Linked DNA regions of Macaca mulatta: region 2 is linked to region 1. A link is a contact called in public Hi-C data. All regions are on one chromosome and are shown on one strand. Each heading gives the region's core, a stretch centred on a gene start, on an enhancer-like site or on the middle of the called end of the contact. The rest is flanking DNA. Distances are from core to core; before and after follow the strand shown.

Region 1 (5,606 bases), core at 1,132-3,631:
AAAGCCCACCATGTCCAACCTCATCTTTAATACAAAACACAACACTCACCCCATGTTCTAGGCTCACCCTGCTCCCTGCCTGCTGAGCTCTTCTTCTGCCTCCTCTCCTCTCGCCACTCCAAGCATTTCCATGGTTTGTGTGTCACCTCCTTCAGGAAGCCTTCTCTGATGACATCACACACAGATTTTTCCTTCAGTCAACAACTTCACATTAAGAACCTACTATGTTCTTAATTTAAGAGCCCCTTATTTGAGAGCCCCTTCCTCTCAAATTTTTTCGGTTCACTGTTGTCTGTGACTTATACTTAATATGGTCTTCTTACTGTCCTATTCTACTAATATGCTACCTTATTATTATTATTATTATTTGAGATGGAGTCTCGCTGTTGCCCAGGCTGGAGTGCAGTGGTGTGATCTCAACTCACTGCAACCTCCGCCTCCTGGGTTCAAGTGATTCTCCTGCCTCAGCCTCTCTAATAGCTGGGACTACAGGCACATGCCACCACACCCAGCTAATTTTTGTATTTTTAGTAAAGACGGGGTTTCGCCATGTTGGCCAGTCTGGTCTCGAACCCCTGACCTCAGGTGACCCACCTGCCTCGGTCTCCCAAAGTGCTGGGATTACATGCGTGAGCCACCTTTTTATATCCACGGGAAAAAGTTCTTAAATGTTTAATTTCCTAATTGATTCTTGCACGCGATCTTAACTGTAGTAGGTGGTTACCTTTAGGAACCCAAACTTACCCATCTTTTATACCCCCATCCATAGCACACGGCAAAGGGAGAAACACCTGGGTATTAATTGGTGTTAAATATGTTTTTCCTTTGTAAATCTCGTGATTTATGCTTTTGTGTCTTTCTTGGAGGAATACAAAGTAAGAGAAAAGAGCTTAATACTTGAAAAATGTTTCGGCTGCCTGACATTGTCTTTCGCTACAATTGGTTAAACAAACATTTACAGAGTTCCTACTACACACAGAGACAGGCATAAACAGTCTATTATGGTAAGGCCTTGATCACGGTTGTATCTCCAGCACCAATCATTGTCTTTTGCACATAATTAACACCCAATACATATGTGTAGAGTGAAAAAAAAGAATGCAGTCTCCCCGCCTGCAAGCAGCTGATATCTTAATGGTGTGGGGGTGAAGGAAATACAAAGGATGAACAAATAAGTAAGGAATGTCATATCAGTGTAATAATCGCTATGGAGAAAATAAAGCAGGATCAAGAATACCACCAAGAGCCAGGCAGTTCTTGGCAGACCTGGAGACTCCCATCAGCGGGCGAAGCCGCCCAGCGTAGTGGCTAGCTGCTAAGAGGGCAGCCCGTGGGGAGGGTGCACAGCCCCGCCGCTCATTCGCTGTGTGGCTCTGGACGAATGGTTTCACCTCTCTGGCCTCGACTTTCCCATTCCCTAAAACCTACTTCATGAGGGGGAGTCTCAGGAGTTGGTACTAAAGTGTCCGTCAACCTGGCGGGCGCCGGGGAAACGCCGGCAGCGCCGCGGGTCGGGAACTCACCGGCGCGAAGAGCACGGAAAGCCTCGGGCTCCCTCTGCCGAGGTCCGCGCCTCCCTGCCCCGGGTCGAGCAAAGTTTTGACCTTCAATGGAGGTCTAGGGGACCAGGGGCCGGCGCCCCTCTGTCTGCGAGGGCTGGCGGATACCGCGCAGGCCGGCGAGGGCGCGGGGCCGAGGTGGGCGGCGCTTCCCGGGCGCCTCCGTCAGGCGAGAGGCCTCGAGGGCTCGGCCAGTTGCCCCGGGCGCCCTGCGCGGGCGGCTGGGCACAGGCCGGGCACTGCCCCGGCGCCCAGCCTCTCGGAGGAGGCCGCTGCGCAGCCACGGCGGGAGGCGCCCCCGCGCCCCCCCCCCCGACGGACCCCGCAGCCCGCCGGCCCCCAGCCCTAACTGCAGCCGGCGGGGAGCAAAGCCGTCCCAGGGCGCGAGGCCGCGGCGGGCGCGCGAGGCGCGGGGCGGGGCAGGTCGGGCACATGCGCACAGGCAGCGCGGCCGGCACGCGGCGCTCGCGCTCCCTGCTTAAATGAGCCTGGGCGCCCCGCGCACGCCACTTCAGTGGATCCTGCACCGGGGCCGCGGGCGGAGCTGCCAGCCAGTCCCGCGCCGCGCGCCCTCACCCCTCGGCCCTCGGGCGGTCGATGGGACGGGGCGACGCGGAGCAGGAGGCGGCGCCCGTCGGGGGGCTCGGGCCGCGCGGGAGCCCACCGGGGGGCTCGGGCATGGCGGGCCGCAGGACCTGAGCCCTACCCCGCGGGGAGGCAGCTGCTGGCCGGCGATGGGGACAGAGCGGGGCCACCGCCGCCGCGCCGGGCCGTGAGCGCCGCGCCGCCGCCACCGCCGCCACCTCAGCCCCTCGCGAAGCGCCGGGCAGCTCGGGAACATGGCCCTGGAGCGGCTCTGCTCGGTCCTCAAAGGTAAGGACCAGCGCTGGGGCCGCGGACGGCGCCCCCTGCGGGCCGAGGCTAGCGCGCCGCCCTGCGTCCCTTACCCGCGCCCGGGACCCGACGCGCCTCTTTGTCTGGCGGTGCTCGCGGCTACTCTGAGCGGACCGCGGGGCGCGCGCCCTGCCCGGCTCCACCGGCTCTCCGGGCGCGCCGCCTCCGACCCTTGCGAGTCCGGCCGACGTTCGCGGGCGCGAGTGGGAAGGGGGATCGGGTCGGGAAGGCGGCCAGGAGGCCCATGGGCCCAGGGGGGCCCTCCGAGCGGCGCCCTGGCGCCGCTTCGGTAGAATTCCGCGCATCCGTTTGCAAAGTTGTGAGATTCCTGTCGTGGAGCGAAGGCCTCTCTTTCTCCAGATGTGATGGCAAGAAGTAATTCCACGCGAACAATAAAAGCCGCGGCCGTGACGTCGTGCAGCCGTTTTCGAAGAGCTCCGCGGCGCCTGCACCTCGCGGCGGGGAACGGGGCCTGCCGGGCCGGCCGGGTCCCACTTGCTGCGGCCGCGGAGGCTGCGGCACCACTGCGGGCTCCGGGGGCGGCGCGCGGGCGCCGCGGACCCGGCTCGGCCAGGCCCCCGGGGAGCGCTGCTGCTCCGGCTGAGCCCGGGCGCTTCCCGGGACACGGCGCTCCCCGGAACCGTGCTCCTCGCGTTCCCCAGAGGTCTCAGAATTCCCCGCCGCTAGTGTTCGGTTCTTATTAATTTGTTGTACCGGGAATTAAAACAGTTGGCTTGCCAAGAGCACAGAGCTCTAAAACACACTCCACCCGCTTTGCATTTTCCAGGAGGCGGTAATTTAGATGAAAATTTATATACATAGATAATTAGGGATGGGATACAAAGTTGCTCCTGAAACTCGGACTGAATAAATCGTCTTTTCAATTTTCAGAGGGAAAACAGCACCACCACACAGTAAAGGACTTCCCTTTTCCCCCCTGCTGATTTAAATTGAAAGTTGACATGTTTGTAATGTTCTTTTTTGACATGTTCTTTTTTAAAACTATGGAGAGTACAGCTGAGGCGTTATTGACGGTGGCATGTGTAACTCAGCACTGTATCTTAATATCTGTAGAGTGACAGATCATGGTGTTTTTCCTGCTCCCTAACAACACTTTTTTCAAATTTGTTTTATTAGAAAGTTCAGTATAATTTTGCTTTTGATTTTAATCGGACACATTGTCTACTCTCCACTTATTCCTGAATTCGTAATTGAGATTCAGTAATTTAATTCCTGAAAAAGGAATGTTTTGTTTTACTCTTTCGTGATAAATCGTATGCACGCTAGGATTTCTGATCGTGCTGCTTATCTGAATTTTCTGCCGTTGTCGGATTGCGCTCTCACTACGGTAAGGTTGTCAGCATGTTACTGACCGTGCATCCGAGAGCAGCCCCCGGATGAAATCGCGTAGATCTGTCACACCACTTTACCTGCAGAACTTGCTAAAATCGAGCTGGATAGGGTAGAGGCTGGTAGAGCCTCCTCCAATGGTGAAGAGATTTGCACCGTTTCTGCCTTCGCCTTTGCCGTGGGTGCACACTGCCCTCTGTGGCCGTCGTGGTGAAGCGTTGAGTGTTGCACCTTTCAGGAAAGGATTCTGATGATGGCAGAGCTACGGTGAAAACAATATAGTGTCTGGCTTTTCTTTTTTCAGTGTTAGTCAGCCTACGCTATTTTTACATGCTGGAGTATTTTTAAAGCTCAAGCTGAATTATTGTTGTTGTTGTTGCTGCTGTTGGTGGCGGCTTCCTAGAGAGAAAGCAAGCTATTTTTAAAGTCTTCTGTGGTATTAACTTATAAATGCCAAGAACTGGTCTGGAAAGATTCAAGAAATTGTTAACAGTAGTTGATTCTAATACAGAAATCTAGGGGATTGAAAGACAAGAATGAAGGGAAGACTGGTTTCACTGCACCCCCATTGGTATCACTTGATTTTTTTTTTAACCAAACACATGTATAACCTATTTAAAAATCAATATTTTAATTTTTAAAAATTGCCTTTTAAAAAGATACTGGGCTTTCCCATTACTAAGTACTCATTGTGTGCCCCAAGGCATGAAGAAGTTTTCCTTTTATCCTATAAAGTGAATTGCTTCAACATCAAAGAGGTGCTTATCTGAAGCAGCTATTTAACATTTACATAATTGTAGACATTACCCACGGACGCCTTGTTTGGAATATTATGGTCAGTTTCTATTAAAATAAATCAGCCATAATGAGTGTGTGAGATTTTAAGTAGAAAGTAATTTTAGTTCTTTAAGATGCCACTGATTATTCTTGTTTTACTTTCAGCCGTTAAGACAAAAGAATAACCTTACCAGGCTTTTAAACGTTTCCTGTGTTGTGGAAACTAAATAATTCACTTTTAACTGTTTGTGATCACTCTAGGCCTCACAGAATTTGAGTTAACCTGTCAAGGTTAACTAAGCATTATAGTCCCATGAAAATATTACATGACGATTATAAATCCATTTTTGTTCTTATTCTGCACACTTGCTTCAAGAGAATCTATTCAACTCAGCGATCTTTAAAGCTGTAGAAACTGGTTAAATTTGTGTTGTAACAGAGCAAAAATATTCCTTGGCACTGTATTTAAAAATCTTGTCTGAGACGGTACAAGTATTAACTCCTGTTTTTCATTCTTACATCTCACCCAAGAACGTAAACTAGTTATACAGAAATAAGTGTGGTACTGAAAAACTTGTCCTTTAATACTAAAGCCTTGTTAAAAATCAACTTTTTGACTTTTCCTTCCAGGGTTTGGGAAGAACTGTTTTAACACTGTTAACTGAAAACTCTTATTAAATAATGGTTTTGTTGTAGTAAATCCTCAACTGCAATCTGGTTTATCTTTCATTTTGAAATTAAAATCACTGTTTAGGAAAAACCCTGCATGACAAAACAAGTTGAAATCAAAGCCACTTTCAGTCCTTTTTAGAAAAGATAGAAAAATGATAGACTATAAATAAAGTTCATTATCTGAAATTTTAAAACAATAGACTACCTCCTTCTCTTGGAGTACCACCCATCCAGCATGATCTCCTATCATTTTTCAACTTACGCTTCTATAGAATAATTATTGATACTTAGAAATACGTCTGCTTGAGGCACTGGAGATTCAAATTACTATGATCTTTGAATTGGAAAGGAGCA
Region 2 (5,606 bases), core at 1,942-4,441, 310 kb before region 1:
CAGGATGGCACAGGATAAAGGCCAAAGCACATGTCCTTAAAATATTCCCTGGGTTAAGTCGCTTCCTGTCTATGAAAACGTATATACTAATAACCTGCTTCACAGTAAGCTGATGAAGAATAGATAAGTGGGATGTTGACCAAAGATTCCTAATTTGTAAAAGTTACTTCCTTTGTGGCAAGAAGACAAAAATCATTTAAGAAATACACTATGTGCACATTTGACAATGGGAGCTCCCAGACACTGAGGAACTGCCTCTGCTCAAACAGCTTGCAAGTATCAGGGCAGGCACTCCACTTTCTGTCCTTTTCAAACCCCACATGAGAAGAACACAATAGGCCACATTCAAAACACAATGTAAAGTTAAACCTAACACCAGCCTGGTACTCAGGCCTGGGCCCACCAAACAAGAAATAAAGACATAATGATATCTTATAGTGAAATCAACCGTCAGAAACAAAGGTATTTAAAATTACCAAGTGACCCTTTTGGGGTCTACAACACTTACCAGACCTTAAGAAAGTAGAAGACGAAGAGACGACTGCATCAGGTGAGCAGGCCATTTCAAATTGTTGGCTCTAATCATAAGCGTCACAGGCTAAGCTACAGCAATTTTAAAACTGTTTAGTAAAGGTTAGAAGCAATCAGTGTTAAATTAATTGAAAGCAGTGTGAGCAGTTATTAACATGATGCAGTGCACAACGAAGGCAGTAACTGAGGATCATTATAATTTTATTTTCTCTTTTATGACTTGAATATGTGATTTTCTTTGGTTTGATAAATTACACTTGCTCATATGGAAGAGACAGGAACTATATAATATCCGCTTATTAAATATTACATAAAAGTAGTATCCTCTATTGTGCAGTGAAGTAATTATGCTACTATGTAACAATGCTCAGAACTCTGTGAGGAGGACTCTATGCTCCAGGCAGGTTAGTCGGTTTCTAACAAAGCTCCATTTATATATTCTTCTAAAAGTAACAAACAGAATCAAGTTGATTGCTTTTAATGACACAGGAAGTTTTTAACTCGAGTTACTAACTTTATCATCTGTACTTCATATACTTATAAGAATCTGAAACCTCAAATTTAACTACTAATTTGGAGTAATGAATTCAAGTGGTATCTCTTTTTACTACTAGGATGTAAACATACAGGAACATTCAACATTGATACTATGCACTTTGCATATAAAAGTGGATTTACATAACTGCATTCAACAACAGTTAACACTAAAATTTTTTTTCTCAGCTAAGAAAAGAGAAGTAAGGTTTTCAAAGCTTACTGTTAATGGCATGCATTTCAGAGGAAACAAAGACTAACAAAGAAAATAAACTCTACGTGCTTATGAAAGGAAAAGAGAAATCTTGCAAAAATATATGTTGGGGGCAGTACTCAGGTCCCTGTAAGAAAACTCCGGTTACTCTCTGTTTAGATATAACCAATCCAATAACACTTTTATATCCAGATAGCCACATTGTTAGTAGCCAACTCAGTATTTCTATATGACTCAAAAACAATTTAAGAAAAAGTGTGAAACAAATACATCTAACTATTCCAAGTCACTTTATTGATTTTTAGTAGTACTAAGGACTACTTTTTGAAAAAATTACCTCATACTTCACAGTTGGTAATTTTACTATAACTCTGAGTAAATAAAGCTCAACTTTTTGTAAGGTATAAAAAACAGAATGTTGGGTGTATGATTTCTGAAATTAGATTTTCAGAAATTAGATTTACTTTCTCCAAATTAAAAAAAAAAAAAAAAAATGTGCACAACAGACAACTAAGAACTTCATAAATGGGAAAAGCCCAAAACATAAGGAGGACATATTAGCTGAGAAAATAATTTCTTTTTTTCCTTTTTTTTTTTTTTTGAAACGGAGTCTCCCTCTGTCACCCAGGCTGGAGTGCAGTGGTGTGACCTCCACTCACTGCAGCCTCTGCCTCCCAGGTTCAAGCAATTCTCCTGCCTCAGACTCCCGAGTAGTTGGGGTTACAGGTGCCCGCCACCACGCCCAGCTAAGCTTTGTATTTTTAGTAGAGATGGGGTTTTACCAGATTGGCCAGGCTGGTCTCGAACTCCTGACCTGAGGTGATCCGCCCACCTCGGCCTCCCAAAGTGCTGGGACTACAGGCATGAGCCACCGCATCCGGCCGAAAATAATTTCTTAATATCAATGCAAGTGCAAAGTTAATTTTCCTAGCTAAGGCCTTTCACACTACCGCCCCCCCAATGATGCAGTTCTTTAAAAGGGAAGCTCCTTAGTTGAAAACCTGTATTCTGCCTTCCACCTTTCCTGTTTAAGTACATGCTTTTTGCTCAAGATTATATCCAGCCAGCCAGGAATACGGGAAGTTTTAATCCCAGCTTTTAGGAGTCATCAGCCACAAGTGCTGATAATGCCACAAGTCATGACTTGCAGTTTGAACAAGTCAGTTCGGGACACTTGAAACTGTTAAAACTGCCTGCAAGGCACCTTCTGACCTCTACGCTTTCTGGCTTGGTAACCACACAACCTGGAACCACTTAAGGAGCCCCTTTTCCTTCTGAGCCCTAACTATGCACTTCAAGATCTGAGGCCCAGTCTCCTTCAATTTCTGCTAGACAGATGACAGGTCTACTGCTTAGAACCTGTGGGAATGTAAAAGGGATATAAGACATAAGGCAAGGAGCAGACGCCGGCTTTCTGCAGCCCGATCGTAGTTACATCTGACTTGATCTGATTAAGCTATCTGACTTTTGGGGAGAACATTCACAGGGAGGACACATTCCCTTTCCCAGGAATGTGCCGCCGCCAGATTTTTAAGTTAGAAGACTCTAAGGGAAGTCCGGACCGCTGCCTACTTTCCGAGTGGGGATCATAAGTTGAATAGAGTCGGGGGCACACACACAATGGAGTAGGCACCACCACCTAATTTTTAGAGGTGGATGAAGATATCAGAAGCAAGGTCAGGGCCGCCAACTGTTTCTAAGGGAGAACTCGGGGCACAGGTTCATTCCCAGGGCCCCCGCCTGCCTCCCACCAAGGTGCTTGAGGATGAAGCACCACCCCAGGTACTCGGGGAGGGGGGCGGCGCCCCAGCCAGCCAAACCTGAGCGCTTGGTCCGAGCTCTTCGCTCCAAGACCTTCCAGCTCACTTCGGCCGTGAGCCCCGCCGCCCCCGCCATCGCGCTCCAGCCGCCGCCTTGGCCACCGCCCCCGGGGCCGCCTGTCAGCAATGCCCGCTCGGCCACGCCCCCCGCACGACACTGTCGGGAGGCGCGCCTGCCGGAAGTGAGCGTGAGGGCGGCTTTCACCCTAGCTCCACTGTCTTTTTAGCGTCGGAAGGGCAGCCCTAGTGGGAGAGAGAAAAAGGATCCGGCAGCGGCTCTTACGCGTCCCGGGGCTGCTAGTCACTCTCTCGGCCGGTAACGCGGTGCTTTACGGCTGCCGTCAAGCGCGGCGCTGGGCCGGCGGGCGGGGGCCGAGGGGCTGCCATGGCGGCGGCGGGCCGGCTGCCGAGCTCCTGGACGCTCCTGTCGCCTCTCCTCACGGGGCTTGCACTACTGGGAGTCGGGCCGGTCCCAGCGCGGGCGCTGCACAACGTCACGGCCGAGCTCTTTGGGGCCGAGGCCTGGGGCACCCTTGCGGCTTTCGGGGACCTCAACTCCGACAAGCAGACGGACCTCTTCGTGCTGCGGGAAAGTCAGTGCTTGCCGGGCCCTCCCTCTGTTCGCTGTCCGTGTGCCCCTCCCGGTGTTCCCTAAACCCATTGCCCAGTGGCCGGTCTTTTAGCATTTCCTGGCCTTTCTCTCCCAGCCCTGTGGCCTTCCCTTTAGCATTATTGACAGTTTGCCCTTTTGCACCACCCTTTCCAACCCCAAGTTCTGACCCAGCCACCCTACAGTTTGACCTACCCCCTGACAGCACCCCAGTTTTTTGCCTAAGAAGTCTGCAGCCTTCTCCCAGTCACCCTTCCCCCTCCTCCCTATGGAATCACCTGCCTTCCAAAGTGCTTCCTGATTCTTAGGAATCTTTGTAGCTTGCCTCAACGTTCGCTCCTAAGGCCCTCTCATTCCATTCTATTTTGCTTCAGTCTTCCTTCCCCGTTGATGAACAGGAAAAGGTGCAGCTTGACAATGTCTTCTCATAGGGGGCTTCTCCTTGCCTCCCCACCTACCTAATTCGCCCCCCGCCCCCCCTTTGTCAAGGCCACAGCTTTCTTTGAAGCAAATGTACCCTTCCAAGGGCGTAAACACTCAACAGCTCACACAAGCATTTTGCAGGGACCACTGATAAAACCAATGCCTCCTTGGGAAAGCAGTCTCAAACTACAGAAATTTCTCTCTTGAGCTGCCTGTTCTTTCGTGTACACTTTCCTCACCTTGGTCATCACTTTAGTGTTCCAAATCTCTACTTTCTTTGCTAACTTGTTCTTGGAAATTATTTCCTTTGACCATCATTAAACTAACTTTTTTATAAATCTTAATGCTGACAGTGGGCATTAGGGGGTCTTAGCGTTCTTGAGTACCTACAGAAGTAGGTGCTGCTTAAAGATCAATGCCACGAAGGAAGGAAGGAAGAGCTACTCAGAGCTTGTCTGACAGGATCCTAAACCAGACTTCTTGGGGCCCTTGCCAGGATGCAGGAGCCTCTTACGGACCCTGAATATTTTCCCAATCTTTTTGACTCCTCATTTTGCAATGTACTGCCAAAAACTTGTTGCCACTCTGTCCAAACTGGATACAGAGAGTAGCATTGACTTTAAAGATGGCCTGTGTTTGATTAAACAATTCCAAAAGTCTGTCTCAATGAGTGCTAATTGAGCTCCAAGAATGTGTCAGCCTCTAGAGGATGGCCCAATAGGAGAAGGGTCTTGGAGGATTCAGCGTTTTATGCTCACATGCTTAATTATGTCCTTGTCAGATATCTACAGTGGGAGTCCCTGCATCTTTGGTGTGATGCATCTGTGTAATGAACCAAACAGCGTTACAAGAGGCAGCATTGCTAGATTCGGGGAAGACAAGTCTTGACATGTAGTATAGTTATAAGGCATCTTCTTTATATGGTTCTTTTAAGTCAACCAATCTGACTCCTTGCAGAATCCACTGGCTTCAGTTTCTCTTGATCAGCTGCTTTTTCCCATGTTCATCCTTTCTATTCCTCTGCTACTTTGAACATTGAACTTGTGATATAATGTTAGGCCTCTCCATTGGCCTAGTGGAACTATCCTTGAGAGGGCAGATGAACTGGAGTAGAATAAAAGTTTTCTTGTTGAAAACAGTGCCCAGAAACCTTCTTGTAACCACTGATGGGGTATCTTACCAAGAAACATTTTTCTAATATCATATATTTGTTTCCTTTAGGAAACGACTTAATCGTCTTTTTGGCAGACCAGAATGCACCCTATTTTAAACCTAAAGTAAAGGTATCTTTCAAGTAAGTACAAATATGATTATTTTGAAAAAACATTAGTCATTAATGTAATAATGGATATGCCGTAGCTGATTGGATTGTCTTTAAAGTCAGCCTTACCTGTAATGTTGGGATGCAAAACCACTAGTTGTGAGATATGAGTAGGAAGTGATTTTTTTGGAAAAATAGTGAAAATACCAAAGT

The links. Hi-C and Micro-C count contacts between places; a contact is called where the count stands out from the background.
Region 2: a Hi-C map of fetal cortex germinal zone shows a contact between it and region 1, with 5 times the contacts expected there. The contact joins the promoter of PHKB here to the promoter of NETO2 in region 1. A contact is called at or near these places in 3 of 14 Hi-C or Micro-C datasets (cortical neurons, fetal cortex germinal zone and fetal cortical plate).

What each region holds. Positions count from the first base shown.
Region 1 is chr20:42,583,122-42,588,727 of T2T-MMU8v2.0, reverse strand. NETO2 (neuropilin and tolloid like 2) reads left to right here and starts at 2,381. Exons shown (of 9, transcript NM_001266059.1): 1 at 2,381-2,432. The coding sequence starts at 2,399. It overlaps LOC106995002, which reads right to left and starts at 2,121. Exons shown (of 4, transcript XM_077987197.1): 1 at 1,524-2,121. The coding sequence starts at 1,993. The coding sequence ends at 1,607.
Region 2 is chr20:42,888,973-42,894,578 of T2T-MMU8v2.0, reverse strand. PHKB (phosphorylase kinase regulatory subunit beta) reads right to left here and starts at 3,191. Exons shown (of 32, transcript NM_001261044.1): 1 at 3,100-3,191; 2 at 509-603. The coding sequence starts at 563. It overlaps ITFG1 (integrin alpha FG-GAP repeat containing 1), which reads left to right and starts at 3,474. Exons shown (of 16, transcript XM_077987196.1): 1 at 3,474-3,692; 2 at 5,354-5,426. The coding sequence starts at 3,485.